Regions from separate parts of the Mus musculus genome. Here region 2 is linked to region 1. Evidence: chromatin contacts called from public Hi-C data. All regions are on one chromosome and are shown on one strand. The core of a region is the stretch at or near the end of the contact, and the rest is flanking DNA. Distances in the headings are between cores, read along the strand shown. Region 1 has its middle 24 kb from the start of Gm31813. Region 2 overlaps Tbl1xr1 (transducin (beta)-like 1X-linked receptor 1).

Region 1 (6,113 bases), core at 3,507-6,006:
GCCTGACTTCTCAGGACTGTACCAGGCTTCCCCGTAGCGCAGGCTGTGACTCGGGTAGGGCATCCTCTTGCACTATGGATTCATTTCTCCCAAGGTACTTAATGTGTACTCACACATGTGTGCATGTGTGTAAGCCGGGGGTCCTCTTCACTCTCACCTTGTTTTTGAGACAGTGCTGTTCACTAAATCTGGATTCACCAATTTGTTTAGACTAGACGGTCAGCAAGCCCCAGGGATCCCCCTGTTTCTAATCCTCAGCACTGGGGTTATGGTTGCATGCCACTGCATTCTGTGGGTGCTGGGATCCAAACTCACATTCTCATGCTTGTGCAGCAAGCTTTACCTACCAAGCCATTTCTCCATCTCTAAAATAGTCTTTTCGGTGTGTGTGTGTGTGTGTGTGTGTGTGTGTATTCCAATATGTAGCCCTGGCTCACCTAGAATTCACTTTTTCTTTTTTTTTTAACAAACAACAACAAGAAGAATAACAACACAACAGGGGTCACGTAGTCCAAGTTAGTTTCAAACTTGCTGTGTAGATGATAGCTTCTGTTTCAGATCCACCCACCTCTAACGAGTGAGTTTTTAAGTTACAGGGCTATCTCACTGTATCTGTTTTGTGAGGGGTTAGGGATAGAACCCAGGGCTTCATGAATTCTTTGTGAGTACTCTCGGCACCTGGTTTCCATTCCCAGTCCTAGAAATAACACTTTGATAATAGAAATAAAGAGATGTTAAGTGCACACCAAAGTCTTCGAGTGTGCATATGAAGTGACTCTAATTTCACGAGCCCTGCCAGGAGACAAGACCAGCTCCAGTGAAATTCTACTTGTGGGCCTCTTAAGCGAATTAAGAAGCTCTGTTAGGTTGAGGAGGATGATGACTCATGCCTGTAATCCTGGCACTTTAGGAGACTGAGGCAGGGGGATATTTATAGCTAAGCAAGGGGTTACATAGGAAGACCATGTTTCAAAAAACCAAAACCAAAGCCCTAACAAACAAACTAAAAGAAATGGGGAGTTCCCAGTTGAGACTTTATTAGGGCCAAGATTTCTCAAAGTATATTTTACGGTCTACTGGGCTCACCAAATGCCTTTAATGGATCAACCTGGGTTACATGCTAACGACTTTGTGGAGAGTCACAAAACATGAAATGTTCAAGTCTCTGAGAATTCCTCTAGTAAAAAACAACGGCATCTATTTGTCTCAATGTTAACCACGTAAACTTGGCCCTTTAAAAAATTACATGTGGGTTTTTTTTTCATTTTGTGTGTATGTGCAAGTCATAAGGCAACTTTGTGGAATCATTTATTTCCTCCCCTCTACATGGGCACCAAATGAACTCAAGCTCAGCTTGTCAGGTTTTCGTGATAAGTAACTTTACACCCTGAACCACCCCTCTCCCCTCTTCAATGGGCTAGTTTTACATGCAACTTTTTTTTTTCTTTTTAGCACTTATGCCTCAGAGTTAGTATTGAGGGGAGTATACAAAAGGACCCTTCTGTACTATGTTAGACCAATGACCTGAAGTTACTATTCCCTCACCACCCGAACCCCATACTCTGACTTTTCCCCTAGTAAATAAAATGATAATTGCTGGACAGTGAAACCAAGCAAAATTACATAAACATACCAAGCTATAGGAGACATTTCCTGCTAAAGATTCCTTAAGTTTGGCCATCTAGCTTTTCCTGCATGCACACCCATCCAACAAGTAAGTTTCCTCTGAGAAATGCCTGCAGCATCAATAGCAGCCAATCAGAATCTCTAAGGAATGTGACTTAGTCAGTTGCTAGACTGAGCTGATTTCATTCAAGCCTCAAAGCAAAGAAATATAATACTACAATTAATTTGAGTTAATGAGGTAGATACAATTGCCTTTAGAAGTTTGTCTTGCTGATTCTAAACACCTGTGAGGACAGGCATTAAATATACATGAGACATATAAACAGTTCATTAAATGCTGTTAGTCTGTTTCTGTAGCACGTGTTGATTTTCTTTATTAACATGCACTAACAAGCTTGATCATGACATTTTCTTACACGTATACAACACACATGCACACGTTGCTTTGTACTCAAGATCCCATGAATCTAAGGATTAATTTATATTATCTGAGACCCTTGGGAACCAGCGATAGAGATAATGTATTGTGAAGAGAATGGATATGTAGCTTAGTTGGTTGAGTGTTTGTCTGCATAGCGTGCAACCCTGGCTTCAGTGCCAGCATTGTAGGAAGTGGTGTTGTATGCCTGTAATTCCAACTCTTGTAAGGTAGAGGTAAGAAGGCCATGCCATCCTCAGCCTCACAGTAAGTTTGAGCCTCACAGTAAGTTTGAGGCCAGACTTGGAATATATGAGACTCAGTCTTGGAATATTTTTTATAAAAATAAGAAAATGATAAAGCATGACAAATCTGTTAGTCTTTAAGGAATCATTTTTACTCCTAGTTAAAGATGTCTACAGAATCATAGCTATGAATTTCACTTTACAAATGACAAATTTTATGTTAATGATCTCATTTAACTCTCTGCACATAATCTAAGCACCAAAGAATGCCTCATAATATAATTTCCAGGATTTGCCTCCCTCTCTCCTCCTGTTTTCTCAGGTGTTAGAAACCTATTACTAACCAACCTATATAGAGATGGCATTTATTGGACGGACACTGCAGACATGCACACTTTGTTTTACTGTATAGACTTCCAGGAAGCACTGACAAATGAGATCCAGGAAGAGCCAAGATGTCACTGGGCCTTGAATGCTGACCGTTGAGAATGGGAGGGTTGTCTGTATTCTCCTTCTGCTCTTCTTTCTGTGTTGGCTGAGTCCCTCACTGGCTTGGTCTAAGTAGAAGAAGAGATGTTTACCAGAAATACATGATTCCATGGAACGGATGAGAACATTTGAGAACAGATTTCAACTCGGACTTCCTGGCACGGCTATGGGCTGTGAAGAAGAGTGATGGTCTGTGGCTGTCTCCACAGGTGCCATGGATCAGGGCCTTCACATGTGGGTGGGAAGTGTGCTTATCATCATAGTGAAGGTGCAGCCTGGGAGAGTAAGAAACTGAATACTGGAAACAAGCTAGGTGTGTACTCCTGCTGATGTGTGCTCCACATAGTGCCTCAGGGTCTACATGTTCTGTCGATTATATCATTCTATCAAAGGAGTCCTCAAGACACCATGCATGACTATATACCCATTCACAGTGAGATGAGGATCGCTATTAGTGGAAACCCCTTGTGAGTGTTGCTTTTCAAGGTAGCTAAATCTTCTTTAGTTCAATCTAAAATAATGAAAGCCCTGCTTTATTCAGGCCTAAGGTACATACACATGGCAGAAACATGTTCTCCTCACTTCCTGGGTTAAAGGTGAGACTGCTGAGGGAAGAGCAATGAGGAAACAACTCATGACCACAGAAAGGGGTGTCAGTCAAGACTGTTTCCTTATGTAACAGTGGATAGTGAGATAACGGCTCAGGGTTTGCGTTAGACTTTAAACTCCAACGGACGAAGCTGTTGCCTCCCACGGCGTCTCTGTGTGCAGATGTCACAACCACCCTCCCTGGAGGAAAGGAACATGAGAGAAGATTTGGGGAAGAAAAGCCACAGCTCAAGGAACTGAAAAGGAGTTGTTGCCTTCCAGGCAAGTGTGTAGGCTAGGGAAGGCCCCGAGCAGAGCATGCTGTGTGTGTTAGGAGCCTGACGACTTGGACCATGTGAATTTTCTCATTTCTTGTTACTTCTAATGCTATTGATCAACTGTGTGAAGGGAACTTTCTCTGCACCTTCTGCTTTCACAGTAAGAGCCCAATATTCATGTCTGGTTTTGGTAGTGAGTCTAGACTAACAGTGAGATGGGTAAGGGAAAGAGAAAACCTCCCCCCCCCCTCCCCTTTGTGGTTAATGGTGTCAGAGGCTGTAGGAGACTGGCAGGTGTTTAGAAACCAGCGTGAGTCATTCTGCATCTCAACTTGGCTGGGCTATGGGGCTGCATATTCAGTCAAGCATTATTTTAGATGTTTCTGTAACATCTTTGGGTGAGATTAACATGAAAACCAATGGATTCTTTGTGCAGCAAGAATACTTTTTATGACATGGTGGGTTCCGTCTAGTCAGCTGAAGGTCTTACTAAAGACTGATGCTGACCCGAGAAGTTTAGATTTAGTAAGGCCCCATAATCACGTGCATTAGTTCCTGAGGAGATACTTACTCCTCTAACCCTCATCTGTAGGAGGTTCAGCTCGCTAACTTGGAAGCTCTTTCTACAGTCAACCATAATGTAGAGATTGTTCCAGCAAGAGTTCTGAAATCAGGAAAAATACAACAACAACAAATTTAAATGCCCAAATATCAGAGGCTATTTATTTTATTCAGTCCTTTCCCTTGTTTTAAATCAGGGTCTCAAGTTGTCTGGTTTCCTTTGATATTTCTATATAGTTTAGGATGACCTTGCAGATATGTGCCACCACAATCCCTTTACACAGTGCTGGGGATTGATCCTAGGTCTTTGTGCTCATTCGACAAGTACTCTGCCAACTGACATACATCCCTCAGCCCTCATCATCAGCTTTTGACACAGAATTTTTGGCAGGGTACCTGTTGGCTTGGTACAGAATGTGTCTGTCCCCTGAGCCAACATCTTCTTAAAATGGCAGACGAAAATAAACCCAGCTGAGTTGGAGATAGTCATCCTGGCAACCACACATCTACTTTTTCCTGGAACATCAACTCTTAGGCAAGGACTATTTGCCTCTGTGCTAACTCAGGACCAGGACCAAGTCCTAGAGAACACCCCGTACCTCTGATGACTCTGAGAATGGACTCTGCCAGTGTAAGTGACTGGACTTGGCTTGGAACTCAGTGTTTTCTCAATTGCAGATCTTCACAAAGCTTGTGTTAATTGTTCTCCTACAACAGATAAGCCTAAGGTGTCCTGTTTAAGGAAATGTTCCTCTTTGAAAAAACTGCCTGTACTATAAACCCCTCCCTGAGGGGAGGACGAGAAATGTGCCCAGCTCCAAGATGTGGCCAGACAGCATTGTACAGCCTGGTAACTCTAGTCAGCCCCACCTTCAAGGATCCAAGTTCAGCAGAGGTGAAGAGTGCTTTCGTTCTGGTCACTCATTCACCAGGGGAAGCTGGACACCATCCGGTGAACCTGGTCTTGTGAAATCAGACAACCTAATTGCCCTTTACAGCTTGGTAAATGATATACTCCAACTGTGAGGGCTAAAGTTATATTTTAAGTTTTAATTCCTGTGCTGAAGGGATCTATAAAACAAAAATGTCTCTAACCTATAATGCAGATAACTTTCTCTGCCCACGGACAGATAACTTCCTGGATTCTGGGGGCTACTATTCATGCAAGATAACAAGCCATGAAAATGTTTTCACTTCTGTAAACAAGGTTGGTTGCTTCAACTTCTCAGGATGTCCTTAATCACATGGACCAGGAAGTACATAGGCAGGATGTATGCTTACCCCCAAGGCAGCAAATACACAGCCTTGTAGGTTGTGCCTTTATAATCACCAGATTAGCACAGTGTGAGGCCGTTTTCTGGGAATCCTGAGTATGGATCTGGGTAGAGTCCATAGTCTTGGCCAGCATTTAATAAAACTTACTTTAATTTTGGCTCAAAAATTGGGATAATGGTCCTATTCTCTCCCAGTAGGATCAACAGTAGGGCTCATAAAAGTTAATCCAGACCCAGGCTTCCAAGCTGATACCCTGGGTGATGAGCAGAGTGTCTAGTTGTCTAGCTGTGGATAGGACAAAAACCCTCAGAGGTTTCTACACCACTCTTGGAATCTTTGGAGAGGCCTTATATGCTGCCTCAGTAACTTAAGTGCTGGGACGGGGCATATAACTCAGTTGTAGAGTGCTTGCTTTGCATTCACGAAGCGCTGGCATCTGTCTCGGCACCATGTAAGTAAGGAACTGTAACACATTCTTGTGATCCTCTAATTTTGGAGGTAGAGGAAGAAGAATCAGTGTTCTTGGTTCTCCTCAACTATGTAATTAGAAGGGTCATCTAGGCCTAGGTAATACTCACTAAACTAAAAACCAAGGCAAATAACAACAACGAAAACCAACACAGATTCCATACA
Region 2 (6,017 bases), core at 3,179-5,678, 200 kb before region 1:
CTTAAAAACAAAAACAAAAAGAAACCCTGCTGATCCTCTGAGGAGAAAGCTATGGAATGCCTCCCAAGAAACCAGCACCAAGAACACTGCCTGATCCTTGAGGCCCTGCGTGAATTCTGAAGAGCTCGCTCATCAGCTGATTTACCTGAATGGAAAGGAAACTGCTGCTTGGCTTCACCAGTATGCGCATCCCAAATGATGGTGGTCTGAGATTAAAAGGAGAAGAAAAGTTAAAGAGTGTCTGAACAGCAGAATGGACACCTGACTGTATCAAGGCGGAAGGATGCTGTGTAGTGAACTCCACAGGCAATGTTTTTATTCCTCACAGCAGCCCAGGAAAAAGGATCATGATGCAGCTTCACTTTTCTGTGGTGGTTTCTCGCCAACTTATTTCCTACAACAACTCTTGTTTGTCAACAAAGAGTCTGCATTGAATTAGACTATTTAATGGCTATCACTGCAATGGTGCAAGATTTTCCAGCTCAGGAGTTATAAGGAGGAAAGTGCTTGTTATAGTAAAATCACCACTAAAAGATTTCTTTTACTTGGACCTCCTATGAACCCCCCGCCCCCGCCCCCAAAGGCCGTTTACATTTTGATACCACTTAAAGCAGGTCGTGAAACTGCTTATGAAAGTGCCAAGTGCTGGCTTTTCCCGAATCCTTCATCTCCCTTTTAAAAGTGTTCACTGAAAATATGAGTCTCAGCCAGTTCCTGTCTCCTTCCCCAGCACTACCCAACTGATTAAGAGCCTGGGCGTTGCTGATGGAAACAGCCACGGCTGCCCCTGAGAAAGCCTGAGAAGCACCAAGAACTTCATTCCATGCTTCACGAGAGTCAAACCCCAGAAGAAAATGAGGAACGGTCATAGCAACACAGATACAATGAGCAGACTCAGGAAAACAAGTAGACAATATAAGACATTTCTAGTACTGTGACAAATTCATGCTTGAACGAACTCAAGTCTGCTTCAGTGATTAGCAGGAAAGAAAAAAATATTACTTTCAAATATATTCTTGATAGAGCTTGGCTGAATGTTCATTTACCTTATCTACGCCAGCACTTAGGATGAAATTTCCTTTCTTATTCCATTTTAATGCAAATATAGGACCTTTATGCTGCCCCAAGGTGCTGGCAAGATTACCTAAATTAAAAACAAACAAACACACACATTAAAATTACTTCAAACTTTTAAATTTAGAACATCAATAAAGTTAGAAAATGTCATACCATCTTTAGTCCATATTCTGGCAAATCCATCATATGACCCAGTTGCTAGAAGTGTACCTTCACTCTGGCAGAGAAACACATTTTGTTTATTACACAACTCAAAAGGCCATTTAATTACTACACACATGTTGCCTGTTTAAGTCCCAGGCACAAAAGACCCTGATCTATGTGTAAGTGCCAACAAAGGCTGGCAAACCCCCACCCCCTAATGAAGGCGGTGTTCTCGGACAGGCCAATCCCAGTGTGTGCACCGGCAGGAAGTGCTGTGGAGCAGGACTGCAGTCCCTATGCAGAACATTTTCACAGGTGACCATGAGTGAGGATGGGGCAAGTGTAGACCAGGAAGGACAACATAAAAATGATACCATGAGAATGCTTTTTATAAGAAGTAAAAAGCAAAGCCTACAATTCACTCCTAAATTCTGATTAGGATTTTAGGAATATGGGGCCAGATTGAAGCTAAAATTGGGATCTAATTTCAAGATTATATAATGCCAAGTCCTCAAATGTCTTCATTCACAGACCATTTATGCAAGAACAAAACACTCACATTCCAATCTAGAGACGTGACATCCTTGTTACTGGGCACGTCCTGCCCTCCTTCCCGTATGCAGTGTCTAAGCACGAGCTGCGTAGGGCCACTCGTGCTGTTCTCACTGAGGTTCCAGATTCTTGCCGTGGAGTCTCCAGACCTTCAGAGTCAAAAAATCGGCTTAAGTCTTCATATAAGCAAGCATTCCAGAACCCAAGCCATACATTTAACACCTGAATAAGAAGTAGACTACCAGATATAAACATTTCTAATATTTCTCTTTTAGAGCTCCTACCAAGTAATAATACTAACCTACTAAGGTAAAATGACCGGAAAGTGAAATCTATGTAGCAGTCCTTTTGTTGAGGTATTCTTAGATGCCATTGTCATGCTGCACGTGACATAATCCCAGGACACAGTGCATCAACAAGGCAAGGTTACAGAGTAAATCCTGTCTAAAACAACAAAATACTCAACAGCTAGAAAGCTCTTTGAAAAACCTACCCTGATGCCAGGAGATCACTAACAGGGTTCCAGGCACAGATGAAAACTTCAGATTCATGGCCCCGAAGCACAACCGCTTTATTGGAAGGGATTTCCACATCCCCATCTACTTCCATCATGTCAGTGTGATTATCTGCAGCATGAGAAGTAGCAGTTCTGTCAGAAGGTAAGCACATTTCTAGCAAGTATGGCTGTACTAGTTTTAAAAGTGTGAGTGTTTATGCCCAGAGAATGTGTATGTGGAAGTGGTAAAAAAAAGAAAGGGGGAAAAAGGGCTATACCTCAGCATGGCTGAATTAAACAGCCTGTAACAATACTATTCTGAGTTCTGCCAGTAGGGGTTGCTGATATCATTTCTATAGCATGAGTCATCTTTATTGCTCACCATCAGAGCCTTGCTGGATGTTTATAACAGGGACTACTAGAAATTTTACTTAGAAATCAACTGCAGATGCAATGTTCACTTAAGAGTAGAAAGGGGTTTCAGAAACATTTAGGAACAAACAAACATTCAGTGTATTTAGCTTTTTAGAATCTTAGGTAGAAAATATGAACTGTGTGATGCACTATACTGCCTGTTTTTGTGTGTCAACTTGACACAGCTGGAATTATCACTCAGAAAGGAGCTTCAGTTGAGGAAATGCCTCCATGAGATCCAACTGTAAGGCATTTTCTCAACTGGTGATCAAGGGGGGAAAGCCCACTGTGGGTGGTGCCATCCCTGGGCTGGTAGTCTTGGGTTCTATAAGAGAGCAGGCTGAGCAAGCCAGTAAAGAACATCCCTCCATGGCCTCTGCATCAGCTCCTGCTTCCTGATCTGCTTGAGTTCCAGTCCTGACTTCCTTGGTGATGAACAGCAGTATGGAAGTGTAAGCTGAATAAACTCTTTCCTCCCCAACTTGCTTCTTGGTCATGATGTTTGTGCAGGAATAGAAACCCTGACTAAGCGAAGCATGTTGGGGGGTAAAGACAAACACTGGCTATCAGTACAGCTCTAAGGATGGGGCAATGGAGAACAGTAGTGTGTGCTGAGCATCTCCAAGCATTCTCGGCTCACTTGCGATGGTATGTGCTCCATTCTCCTCCCCATTTGCTGTATTCTCTCCATTTTTTGCAGATCCTTGCTGGTTAGTGGCGGCAGCAGCGGCAGCGGCTGCGGCTGCATGCTGCTGTGCAAGCTTGTCTCTGTAGGCTTGTTGTCTTGTTTGGACTACATCGGGCATAACAGCATCTATCAGGGACAGAGACTCGATGGGTCGACCATCAAATAAGGTGCCATCCTGGGGTTGGAAAACCGGGAAAGAAAAATGAGATGTAGTCATGAGGTTAACAAACATTCCATTAACAAAATGAACAACTTCATTCTAAGGAAACCGTGAACGTGAGCAAGAAGGAGGAAGGGGGCAAGAATGACAAAGATGCAAACAGCCACCAACTGTCACTGAGGTCCTGCTGAACTCTGCACAAAGACAAACCAATACAAGAGGCCATTCACAAAAGCTTAAAGATAATAAAATGATAATGTATAACATCCAGGTAAGAAAAGCTGTTAGTAAAAAACACTGACCAATATGAATATGTCATACCACGGGATCCAGGCCTTGGAATAAAGGAAAGCACCTGTACTGACCGGGAGCAGATCTTGACCTTACTGGTTTTCTCTAAACATTACAGGATGATCATACACAGAAGTCATCTAGATGTGTGTGATACACAAACTTGACATTAGGAGTAAATGAAGGGACCCACAGATAATGCTAACTGTGGCAATGTGGTAACCCACCGCTGAGGATACCAAAAGGGAACTGGACTACTTTAAACAGCTAAAATCTTTTCATTTACTTTTACAAAAAAAAAGGGGGGGGGGGGGAGGGCATGTGTTTACCTCTACATATTCCGGCCATACACTAAACATTGTAGCTACAACAAAGTTCTACTCAGAAAGAACATGCAGTGTGTGCTTATGAATGCTTTAAAGGCTGTAAGGTCCTTGTTACAGCGCCTCATGTTCCCAGCAGCTACCCAGTGACAGTCCAGAACTAAATGAGCTCGGCTGTGCTACAAAGCTAATTTATAGAATCAGGGAGCAGGTAAGATGGCCTCAGGCACAAGTAGCATGCCAACACCAGAAATAAACACACTACTTCCACATGAACCTTGGACACGAAGCTCTGAGAATCAATGTTGGCATCAATTATAAATAAATTGGCTTCCAACATCAGGGTACATGAAACTAACAGTGTTTTTTTATGTCCTTGCCATCAGTTTGTTCTTAGTACTCTCCAGCCAAATTACTTATGTGTTAAACATGATTTCCTTTGCTTACATACATACACACACACACACACACACACACACACACACACACACACGCAGAGGAATAGTCTACAGAAATTATCCGCTGGTATGAAGACCAGTACAGTTATGAAGAATAATTTTAATCTGTCTGAACCCATGAAGTCAAGGTCAGATACTCAATAAACAACCACATTTAAGAATCAGAATCAGTGTTTGAAATGGAACTCATCTGCCTTACCTCATTTATGCTAACTTCTGCCTCTACATACTGCAGGCCTTTCTGGATGATAGAGATGAGTGCAGCGGGTGGAACCAGGGCACCATTTATGTTGGACTGACTTATATGGCTCTCTATACCAAAGGTAAACGCAGAATGAGAAAATCCTAAAAGCAAAGGAAACACTGTGAGAACTTATGTTGCTAGTAACATCACATTAAATTACAAACAGAAAAAACTTTGTTATCTTTTATAATTACATATCATCACTTGACGGTGTAAATGGACAACTAAGAAATGATTGAAAATAAAAATATTAAAAGAGAAACTTGCCAGCCTTTTACTTTCCCTTGCTCTCGGCTACTGTACATGTGGCTTCTAATGGGTTGCATGTCTTCAGGTTTTCTAACTGTACAACAGTAATACAACTTTCCTCAAGAAAATGCATCAAATGCCAAACCCTGAGAAGCTGTGAGCTACAACACACTTCACCTGCCTCATGAGACAAAAGCAAACCAAGATTCATGCGACACATCATAGTTCTGTGGCATATTGAAAAAAAAAAAAAAAAAGACTTAGGAAATAAATCCAAACTAGAAAACAACACAAACAAGACAAAATAACGCAGCCTGGGGCAGCCGATGTGAGTGGGCCAGCAGTGCCTGCCTACCATGCATTTAGATTCTGGGAGCAACACTGCCAAGCTGTGTGCAATGGTGCACACCCATACTGCCAGCACGCAGAAGTGAACAGGTGGGAAGATCGGACTTCAAGATTATCTTTGACTACGTAAGAGCAACCTGGGCTGTATGAAACTGTTTCCAAAGGAAATATACATCAAATTGTAACTGAATTCATACATTATTTTTATATATATTTAGTGACTAAAAAAATATTACTATTTTACGTAATAACTCATCTAAAGTTTTTGTTGTTGTTTCTCTAAGATAAGGTTTCTCTGTATAGCCCTGGCTATCCTGGATCTCACTCTTCAGAACAAACTCGCCTTAAACGCACAGAAATCTGTGCCTGCCTCTGACTGCTGAGTGCTAGGATCAAAGTTGTGTGCCTCTATCACCCGGCTCTAAATAAAGAACTACAAGATGAAAGTACAGTTCCTAGGCCTCCTTTAACAATTAGTTCCAGCACTCAGGGGACAAGCAGACTACCGACCATATTCCAGTGGAGGATTGGGCCACAAAATTAAGTAATTAAAAATTAAATAATTAAAGAAAA

The links. Hi-C and Micro-C count contacts between places; a contact is called where the count stands out from the background.
Region 2: a Hi-C map of liver shows a contact between it and region 1, with 2.0 times the contacts expected there. The contact joins two enhancer-like sites. A contact is called at or near these places in 1 of 15 datasets of contacts at CTCF or cohesin (the NIH/3T3 cell line), 8 of 484 Hi-C or Micro-C datasets (the G1E-ER4 cell line, cerebral cortex, granulocyte-monocyte progenitors and 1 more), 5 of 115 datasets of contacts at active chromatin or transcription factors (the SCID.adh cell line, bone marrow-derived dendritic cells, embryonic stem cells and 2 more) and 1 of 9 other capture datasets (embryonic stem cells).

The regions. Positions count from the first base shown.
Region 1 is chr3:21,985,679-21,991,791 of GRCm38.p6, reverse strand. No RefSeq gene overlaps it. Among named protein-coding and RNA genes, the nearest start is that of Gm31813, 24 kb to the right of the region's middle. Within about 2 kb of position 4,756, at least 164 of the 459 cell types and tissues checked have an H3K27ac peak or open chromatin away from gene starts, as enhancers often do. A contact at or near this core is called in liver, where this site is marked.
Region 2 is chr3:22,187,297-22,193,313 of GRCm38.p6, reverse strand. It overlaps Tbl1xr1 (transducin (beta)-like 1X-linked receptor 1), which reads right to left. Exons shown (of 16, transcript NM_030732.3): 4 at 4,803-4,948; 5 at 3,324-3,546; 6 at 2,267-2,399; 7 at 1,781-1,922; 8 at 1,231-1,294; 9 at 1,047-1,144; 10 at 146-206. Among named protein-coding and RNA genes, the nearest start is that of Tbl1xr1, 110 kb to the right of the region's middle. Within about 2 kb of position 4,428, at least 4 of the 459 cell types and tissues checked have an H3K27ac peak or open chromatin away from gene starts, as enhancers often do. A contact at or near this core is called in liver, where this site is marked.